2 separate regions of the Sus scrofa genome follow, and region 1 is linked to region 2. The links are chromatin contacts, called in public HiChIP or PLAC-seq maps. All regions are on one chromosome and are shown on one strand. The core of a region is the stretch at or near the end of the contact, and the rest is flanking DNA. Distances in the headings are between cores, read along the strand shown. Region 1 has its middle 11 kb from the start of HMGA1. Region 2 holds the start of LOC102162214 (a long non-coding RNA gene).

Region 1 (4,585 bases), core at 2,075-4,574, 500 kb before region 2:
TAACCAAGTCCTTTGACTTGGGAAGTCCTGTGGTTTTAGTCACCTGCTCCCACCCATGTCACACGTTGGGAACAGGCCCGCAAGCTTCAGGAGATTCTCATCTGCTCTGATTTCCGTTTCTCTTGTCCATTCCTTGCCTGCTTTCCCAGTGGGATGATGTCGCTGGCTGAGGAAGGGGAACAGTGACCCCTGGGGCCTTCAGAAGGGACTGTTCTCCATAACTAGCTCTCCGGAGTTGGGAGTTGCCCCAGTCCTGCCTGGTTCCTTCTGCCTCTGAGGGGGAGACGTGCCCTGGTTCACGGGGCTTTGTCTCCTCCAGGCCAACTCTGAATCTGCCCCGTGAACCTTTCTCAGGGTTAAGAGCGTGGCTCTGGGTCTCCACACTGGGAACGAGCAGGAGAGGGTGCCGCCCGACCCGGAAGCACGTGGGACGCCACGCAGGGCTCAGAGCCCCACGGGGGGGCCGCGCAGCAGAGTCGACGTGCCCGGGAAGGCAGGGTGGACGGAGGTCGAAGGGCGGAGGGCCCGGGCTGAGGAGGCGGTGGGCTGGGGGTGGGGGGAGGAGCCCACACGAGGCCCGGGATCCGCCGGCATCCTCCAGGGCTTTGTTTGGTTCTTCTCCACACCGCGAGCCTCGCACCAGGCCTAAGGGGGGCCTTGGCGCTCTGCAAAAGTTTGGTGAATGGATGGATGAATGAGAGCGATGGGGGCCGGGGGAGGGGCGGAGGAAGCGGGCAGCTGGGGGAGGGGAGAGGAGCGCGGTGGGGGAGGGGAGGTAGCCACTGGCGGGAGAGCGGAGGAGGCGGGAGGCGGGCAGAGCTGGGCGAGCCTGCTGGGCTAGAATCCGGCTAAGAGGAGGTGGCGGCGGGGAGGGGCCCAGGCGGCTCCCCTCCGCACCACCGGCCTGGCGTGCAACTTGGCTACTCCCTGCTCACCCAGCCCCGGGTCGTCTCCAACCAACCGAATCCTGGGGGTCTTCAGTCCTCCAGGGCCTTGTGCTCACTGTATACGGAGTGGCCGCTGCTTTGTTTTCTTACTTTCTCACTTTCCAGCCACTAGGGGGTCGGTGGCCCTCTGGGACTCGAATACCTGAGTGGCCCCTGGTGGGGGGCATTGTCATTCCGACGGGCGATCGCTGGCCTAGGCCCTCCTCCCTGCTCCCCTCTCCCCACCCGGCCTTATCTCTGAGGTCCTGATGGCGGGAAATCCTGCTGCTGGGATCTGGACAGCCTTAGAGCATCTCGGGTGGGTCTTGAGGGGTAGAGGGTGAGCCTGTGAGCAAAGAAAACCAAAGGCTTGCTTTGCTGGCAGCCGCCAGGGACTTCTGCCGGAAGCAGTGGAGCTCCATGTGGGCAGTGCCAGGCAGGAGCTGCGGACAGCCAGGTTTCTGGGTCACCATCCAGGGTGCCCTGCCAGTTCCCAGGCTTTGGGAGTGGGGTGGAGTGAGGGCGGGTCTGCATCTGTAGCCCAGACCCCCGCTGCCTCCTTTGTCTGGGTACTTCTGGGCCCTGCTCCCATCCCCCCTTCCAGCCTTGCTGAGGCCTCAGGAGCCCCAGAGGCCCTGGGGAACTGGCTGCTTGTTGATCCTCCCCTTGGCTTGTGGATCTCCTGCCCTGGAGGGGGGTGTCAAGGTGATCCCCAACCCTTCCTGTCTCTCTCCTCCACCTCTGCTCCCTGGGCTCTGCCCACAGTTCCTATGCATCCCTTTTTTTCTGGCAGTTTTGCTCTTAGTGGGAGGGGAATTTGGGGGAACAGGATGGCTTTTGAGGGCAGAAATCCTTGTTTCTAAAGAAGGAATTCATCTTTCCAGGATGGTGAGGCTGCTACCTTGGTGCCTCACCCTCTCGGCTTTGGCCTGATCCAGCTTAAGTTGATGGCTTGTTTCCCCTATAATACTTTTCTTTCAAGAGCTCAAGTACACATCACACAGGAAGTGAAATTGAGGTTCAGAGATGTAATGTATCTTGCTGTGGCAAGGGGTAGAAATGGATAAAAGATGGAGGGTCTAGGGGATGGGTAGGGGGCTAGACTGCCTTTGGTGCCCATTAAGTATTAGGAGTACAGGGGATGTGATTCTGAGGTTGGGAGGCCGGGCACTGGCCATGGCTACGGACAGCTGGAGGGGGTGGGAACAAAAATAACAGCTAATGAGTATGACTTACTGCAATCTACACAGGTGCAATCGTGTCCCCATTTCATAGATGAGGAAATTGGGGCTCATCTATGAGGTCAGGGACTTGCCAAGGCCAGGGGAAGAGCCAGGATTCAGAATATCTGCAGTCTCACTTTGCTGAATCCTGCCCCACCCCACTGGGCTCACCCCACCCACTACCCTGCTCTACTTTTTAAAATTCTATAGCCCTAACCCCTAGACTCTGCTGCCCACCACGTTGCCACTTGGCACAGGTGGCAGCTGAGCACTTGAACTGTAGTGAGTCTGAATTTAGATGTGCTAGAAGTACTATAACATCTTCACTGGCTTTCCAAGCCTAAGCATTTTTTAAAATGTCAAAATACTAATATTCTATATATGATAATATTTGGGTATATTGGTTTAAATGAGATCTATTATTAAAATTAATTTCATGTGTTTCTTTTTACCGTCCTAATAGCTCGCATTGCATGTGTGCCTCCCATTCTGTTTCTGTTGGACAGCGGCTGGTCTAGATCATTTGCTTATTTATTATTTATTGTCTCCCCACCCCACACCCAGAATGTCAGCTCTTGGAGGGCAGGAGTTGACATATTTTGCTCGCTGTCCTGTTTTGTTCATGGTTGTATTTCAGGTTTTCAGAGCCTGGCACTGCTGTCTATTATACGTGTTCGATAAATATTTGTTTAATTGAATGAAGCCCATCTGATTCCAGGTCAGTCTGAGGGATACCAGGGAGGGGATCTCTCATCCCTACAGGACCCCAGGTTGCCTGTCTCCTTCTAGCACCCCCAGGGCTCCGCAAGGTGAGGGTCCACCCCCAAGGGGTCCTTCTCCACACCCTGCCCCCCACTACCTGTGGGCAAATGGTCTGGGGGTCTGGCTGCAGGTGAGCTGTGCTGGAAGCTAGGAGAGGGACCACCCTGTGGAGGGGACAGACTGGAAGAGCCGCTGAGACCCTGATGCTGGCGGCCGGCTGCCCGGCCGCCGGCTGCCCACCCTCCGGAGTCGCGGGGCCGACACCTGGGAGCCGCGCGGGGCGGGTCCTGCGCCTCGGTGGGCTGGCGGTGTGCGCGTTGTCGTCTGCGGGGAGGGTGTGGGGGTGTGTCCGGCTCGGGCTCACACAAGGTCACTGTGTCAAAGGAGCGTTCGGAACACTTTCTCTTTCCCTGCGATTCGACTGCGGCTCCGAAAGCCCCTTCCGTAGGGACTTCCCTCCGCGCCTGACTCACGCTGCCTCATGCGTGTGACTCAGGCCGGGCGCCCCGCCAGCCCTGCGCTCCCCGCCCCCGGCCCTGCCACCGCGCCTGCCGCAGGGGCGGAGGGACTGGCGGCGACAGGGGCGGGGCGTGCGGGGACGGGGTGGACGGGCAGAGAGCTCGGGAGACAGGCTCTGGCGGCGGGGGGGCGGGGGCGAGGGGCACGGGGTACAGTCTGGAGAAGAGTTGCCGACAAACAGCCCCGGCGGGAGGGATGAAAGTCAGGGCCCGCTGTCGCAGAGGCTGCAAGAGGGAGAGAGGAGACAGGATGGGAGGAGAGGTGCATAACGCGGAGAAGGACACGGAGACGGGAAAGAGCGAGCCAAAAGCCTTCCCGGAGGCCCAGGATAACCGACCGAAGGTGGGAGGATGGACAGGTGATAAGGGAGGAGGCGGGGGAGGCCGGAGCGCTTGGGTCCTGCCTCCCCTGGGTCCCGCCGACGCCCAGGCTGGTGGCCTCTCCTGGGAGGCTGGGCCGGGGGACCGCTGCCTCGAGCCTTGGAGCCTTGTTCTTCTCTCCCAGCTCCACCTTGTCAGCTGTGTGACAGCCAGCACGTTACTCCCTGTCTCTGGGCCTCGGACTTCTGATCTGCCAAATGGGAGTCTGCAGTCGTGCAGCATAATCTTGTCTCCCCGAGCTTGCTCTTCCTCCCTCCCCTCCCCACCTGGCCCTGGGCCCTCTCGGGGTGGCTTTCTGCTGGGCAGGACTGCTTGCAGGGGATCTGAGAGAAGCCGGGGTTCTCCTTCTGTCCTGACCCTCTTTTGGCCCCTGGTCTGGCTGTAGCTCCAGGAGTGTCACCTCTACCCCTGGCCCTTTCAGCCTTGGGAGTCACAACTACCTGCCATTGCTGGTCCCAGGGCCACACCACCCTTCACTGAGCCCCTTCACCCCACCAGAACCCCTGTAAAGAGTCCCTCCTCTATAGCGCCTTGAAGCCCTTGAGTTGAGTCCCATATCCTGGCAGGGCCCGGACTGCTGCACTGCAGGGGCGGACACTCAAGCAGCTCAGCACTGGCACCCAGTAATTCAGAGCTCCTACCATTATCCTGCTCCTTCCTTCCGAAGGTAGGAGATGGTAACTCTCAGCAGAGTGATATACAACGTAAAAAGCACTCGGATGCCTGTTCGCTCTTTAAATCATCACAGTGAATTTGTGAAGCAGGTACAGGTGTG
Region 2 (4,858 bases), core at 2,138-4,637:
TAGCAGTTCCAGGGAGAGGGCCCTGCAGCCGTGGTGGCCACAGGACCCCCAGCGCCACCCCACAATCTGCTGCCGTTAAAGTTCTAGACAACATTTATGGGACACACTACGTGCCGGGCTTTCTGCCGAGAACTGATCACACATGCCCAACCAGCAGGCCTTGCGGCTGGTGATCGGCGGGGGCCCTCAAACTCCCACTTTACAGATAAGGAAACTGAGGTACCTGCCCAGAGTCATCAGATGGGAAGGGTGGGGAGCTGGCCCTTGCCGCCAGGATACTGGCTCGAGGTCAGGCCGGAGAGGTGGGGGCTGGAGCGGTTAGTCTCCAGCCCGTCCTCGCGCTGGGGGATGGGGGGGCGCCCATCAGCCCGGCGGTCAGTTACCGCGCGACCGCGCTGAGGAGGGCGGGAGTGGGGCGGGCCGCCCGGGTCCAAGATGGCCGCCGCGGCGTCGAGCGCTCTCTTGTGGGCGGAGCCTCGCGTCCCCTCCACTCCCTCCCGGCGGGGCCTGGAAAGGGGCGGTTGGGGAGTGGCTGGACCTGTGGCCTCTGCCTTGTAGGAAGGGCGTTGGAAGGCTATCCTGAAGGGCGTAGGGAGCCCCAAAAGGTTTGGGCCTGTGTCTAGGCCGGCTCCTTCCACTCCACCCTTCCTTCTGCCGGGAGGAAGTTTCCAGAACAGAAATCTAATTCCGGAGTTGTGAGGCCTGTGATATTAGAAGGGACAGAATGAGGCAGGGGCTGTGAGGGGACAGGGAGCAACGGGTTCTGCGGGCACCGAGGAAGTTCAATCCAATTCATCCCCAAATGCGTGGTTCTTCTGAAATTGTAGCTTCGTCTCCTCGGAAGGGGTCTAGCTAGATTCCTGGGTCAGTAGCCACGGGAGGGGCATGTTCGGGGTCCTAGCTCAGCCTTTTCAGGGTCAGTGTAGACACCTGCCCAGCGCCTCCCCGCCCCTGCCCTGCAGGTCACCTTGATGTGTCTGCTATTTGAACACCTCTGAAGAAAATGTGCTTTAGGTCACTGGGTGTCCATCCAAATGAGAAAATCCTCCCTTTGCCCAAACTACTCATTACGTTGTTTGAAAAAGTTTTTATGACCTAACCATCTGAAAAGCATTAAAATAAATGAAAATTAATTCATTAGTTAATTAAAATAAATAAAACCACAATATTCTGCTGCAGTTGTACACATCACAGATGTACATGCCCAGATCAAAGACAGTTGTAAAATCTGATTTAGTTCAATCCAAGCAGAACAGGTGTGTGAGTGTGTGAGAGAGAGAGACAGAAAATGGAGTTATCAAAGATTGCTGGAGGTATCTAAATGTCAAAGACCAGAAGGTCAGCAAAACCCAGTTTATGGGACATTGTCATCAATTGCTGAACATGTTAAAAATGTAAACACACACACACACACACACATACACAAAGATGAACACCAGGAGTTCCCACTGTGGCTCAGGGTTAAGAACCTGATATACTGTCCTTTGGATCCCTGACCTTTCTTAGTGTTTAAGGATCCAGTGTTGCCTCCAGCAGCAGTGTAGGTCACAGATGTGGCTCGGATCTGGGGTTTCTGTGGCTGTGGCAGAGGTCTTAGCTGCAGCTCTGATTCTATCCTAGCCCAGAAACTTCCAAATGCCCGCAGGTGCAGCTGTTAAAAAAAAAAAAAAAAAAGGTAAACAGCAGGAGTTCCCGTCGTGGCGCAGTGGTTAACGAATTTGACTAGGAACCATGAGGTTGCGGGTTCGGTCCCTGGCCTTGCTCAGTGGGTTAAGGATCCGGCGTTGCCATGAGCTGTGGATCCCGCGTTGCTGCGGCTCTGGTATAGGCCGGCAGCTACAGCTCCAATTAGAATCCCTAGCCTGGGAACCTCCTATATGCCACGGGAGCGGCTCAAGAAAAAGGCAAAAAAAAAAAAAAAAAAAAAAAGTGAACATCAGAACACCAGACTGCTGGGATATAGAAGAGAAGAGGAGGGATTTGGCCCAGCAGGTAATAGGAACAAAGAGCAGTGGTCTGGCCTACTGGAAGGAGATCGCTGGCAAATTGTATGGATGATTCAAAAGACGGGCAGACTCTCCAGACCAAGATCAAGCGATGGAATAACATGGACACAAACTGGACTTTTCTGAGAAAAGTCAAGAGCTGAAGAGACAAAACAGGATCTCCGTGCCCCTGGGGTGTGGGATCTGGCCGTGGATGCAGGAGGGCCAGGCTGCCTGTGAGGGTGAGAGTGTGCCTGTGTGTGTGTGTGGGGGGGGGTAATAACATTTAAGTGGAACCACAAGGAAATGAAAGCACCTCTCAGCTCCACTTATCTCTTCCTTTGCAATCTTGGCATCATTGCTGGTGCCCAGTGGCTCAAGTTTTCCCAGCCCTGGCTAAGAACACGATTCTTCAAAGTTTTCTGCTTCAGCATATCAGGCAGGGAACCTGCTGGGCAGAGTTCACGGCACAGAATTTTGTGATGATCGGCTGCATGGAAGCTGGGCTCACCAGCCTTCTCATTTTGACCTGACCTCTTTCTGACTGGACCTCTGACCCCACTAAGAGCAAAAGATGGTTAGGTTTCCTCAGGAGTGAGAACATTTGGCTTAATTCTCAGGAGGCCTGCAGCAGGGTGACTCTGGCATGACCAGCACCTCTGGAGTGTGGATGGTGCACAGGAGGCCCTGTGTTGGGTGGGATGGGGGCGGGGGGGTCCCTACAGCTCCTGAAAAAGATTTCCTGAGTGACACTGCTACCAGGCTGTGTGTGAGAAGGGCTGAGTGCAGGCTAAAAGCCAAACGCTCTCCTGGTAAGGAGGTGGGGTGGTCCCCCCTCCCTGGCTGTCATGTATAGTGTAACAGACCAGACTGTCTTCACATGACCTTGACTGGCCTGGACAATGGGCTGGCTAGGAGTGGCCTCCTCCCTTCTTTCAGTGCCAGGAGCCACACCCAAGTTCAGCTTCTTGCTGGAATGGGGGCTATTCTGTGCCCCCCTTCCAGGCTAGTTGGGGGCACAGTACTATCCCCAAGGCCTGAGGCATCTGGTTCCTGGCATGCTGGCACCCCAAATCCAGACTGTGGTGCCAAGCAGCCTGTGTTGCCTGACTGACAAGGCTGCTTTCTCATGCCAGCTCCACACGGACGCAGGGTGATGACAGGAAGGGCCTCCAGCTGGAAGCTGCCCCTAGCCCGGCTCGCTGACACTGGATGAGACCCAGCTCAGGGCCACGGCTGCCTCTCTTACTGACCTTGTTTTCCCCTTCCCTGGCAAAGCTGGGAGTCCCACAAGTTAACTCAGATCTGACACTTGACTTCCGTCACTGAAGAACCGCCCCCCACCCCCAACTCCTGTTGCAAGTCCAGATGCTTCTTACAGACCGGCTATAGAGCTGAGGTTCCAACAACCCCTTCCTCATTCCTCTGGTTTGGTTAATTGAACTTCTGCATGTTCAGGGGACTAGATTACCAGTTTCGTTTTTGTTTTTGGCCACCCCGTGGCATATGGAGAGTCCGGGCCAGTGATCAGATCCAAGCCACAGTTGTGACCTAAGGAGCCAGCTCACAGCAACGCTGGATCCTTAACCCACCAAGTGAAGCCAAGGATGGAATTCACATCCTCATGGATACTCGTCTGGTTCGTTACTGCCACCGTGGGACCTTCCTACATTATTTATTTTTTATGTCTCTTGGAAGCCTTGTAACTTGCCTGTGTCTGTTCGTTGTTGGTACGGCGAGTCCTCTTCTAGTGAGAGGGCTGCTGAATGGACCTATACTGTTCCTGATCCCCCTCTGTTGACAGGGAGCCTGGAAGTGCTTCTGGTCCCTGGGGAAAGATATTTCTACTGGTAGACGTTATCTGTTAAAAGGGGATGTTTCTGGGGAGTTCCCGTTGTGTGGCGCAGTGGAAAAAAATCTGACTAGTAACCATGAGTTTGCAGATTTGATCTATGATCTTGCTCAGTGGGTTAAGCATCTGGCATTGCCATGAGCTGTGGTGTAGGTCACAGACATGGCTTGGACCCTTCGTTGCTGTGGCTGTGATGCAGGCCGGCAGCTGTAGCTCTGATTCGACCCCTAGCCTGGGAACCTCCATATGCTGCAGGCTCCGCCCTAAAAAGAAAAAAAAAAAAAAGTGGGCTGTTTCTGAGCCTTCTGAATTATTGCCTTTCTCATGCCTGTAGTTCTGTCAGCAGGGTCCCAGGCCTGGGGCTGACTGGTGAGTTTCTAGGGTGGCTGCCCACTCCCACTGTCTTTCAGGTGATCCCAAAAGACACACAACAAAGATTCCTTCACAGGGATCACACTGCCTTTCAGGCTTCAGTATGTTCTGACCCCGGAGGAAGCACATTTCGCCAGCTTCTCCAAAGATTTGAAACGAGTCTTTAGCTCCTTTTATCACCATAACCCTGTAACAAAATGATTTCCTTAGATTAAATTTCGGGGGACATTAAGGTGGGGGCTGGAATTTGCCAGCCCCTCATACTTTGTAGTTAGAAAAGGAGTCCTTGGTATTCCCTGGTGGTTCAGCAGGTTAAGGATCTGGCGTTGTCACTGCTCTGGCTCTGGTTACAGCTGCTGCTTGTGTTAGATCCCTGGCCGGGGGAACTTCTGCATGCCGGGGTGTGCAGCCAAAAAATTAAACAAAATTTGGAGTTCCCGTCGTGGCTCAGTGGTTAACGAATCTGACTGGGAACCATGAGGTTGCGGGTTCGGTCCCTGCCCTTGCTCAGTGGGTTAACGATCCGGTGTTGCCGTGAGCTGTGGCGTAGGTTGCAGACGCCGCTCGGATCCCGCGTTGCTGTGGCTCTGGCGCAGGCCAGTGGCTACAGCTCTGATTCGACCCCTAGCCTGGGAACCTCCATATGCCG

What was found. HiChIP or PLAC-seq counts read pairs in DNA pulled down with a chosen protein or histone mark.
Region 1: an H3K27ac HiChIP or PLAC-seq map of alveolar macrophages shows a contact between it and region 2. The contact joins two enhancer-like sites. A contact is called at or near these places in 1 of 47 Hi-C or Micro-C datasets (embryonic fibroblasts) and 1 of 2 datasets of contacts at active chromatin or transcription factors (alveolar macrophages).

Annotation. Positions count from the first base shown.
Region 1 is chr7:30,306,815-30,311,399 of Sscrofa11.1, reverse strand. No RefSeq gene overlaps it. Among named protein-coding and RNA genes, the nearest start is that of HMGA1, 11 kb to the left of the region's middle. Within about 2 kb of position 3,324, at least 62 of the 83 cell types and tissues checked have an H3K27ac peak or open chromatin away from gene starts, as enhancers often do. A contact at or near this core is called in alveolar macrophages, where this site is marked.
Region 2 is chr7:29,803,325-29,808,182 of Sscrofa11.1, reverse strand. It overlaps LOC102162214 (a long non-coding RNA gene), which reads right to left and starts at 361. Exons shown (of 4, transcript XR_002345648.1): 1 at 224-361. Within about 2 kb of position 3,387, at least 11 of the 83 cell types and tissues checked have an H3K27ac peak or open chromatin away from gene starts, as enhancers often do. A contact at or near this core is called in alveolar macrophages, where this site is marked.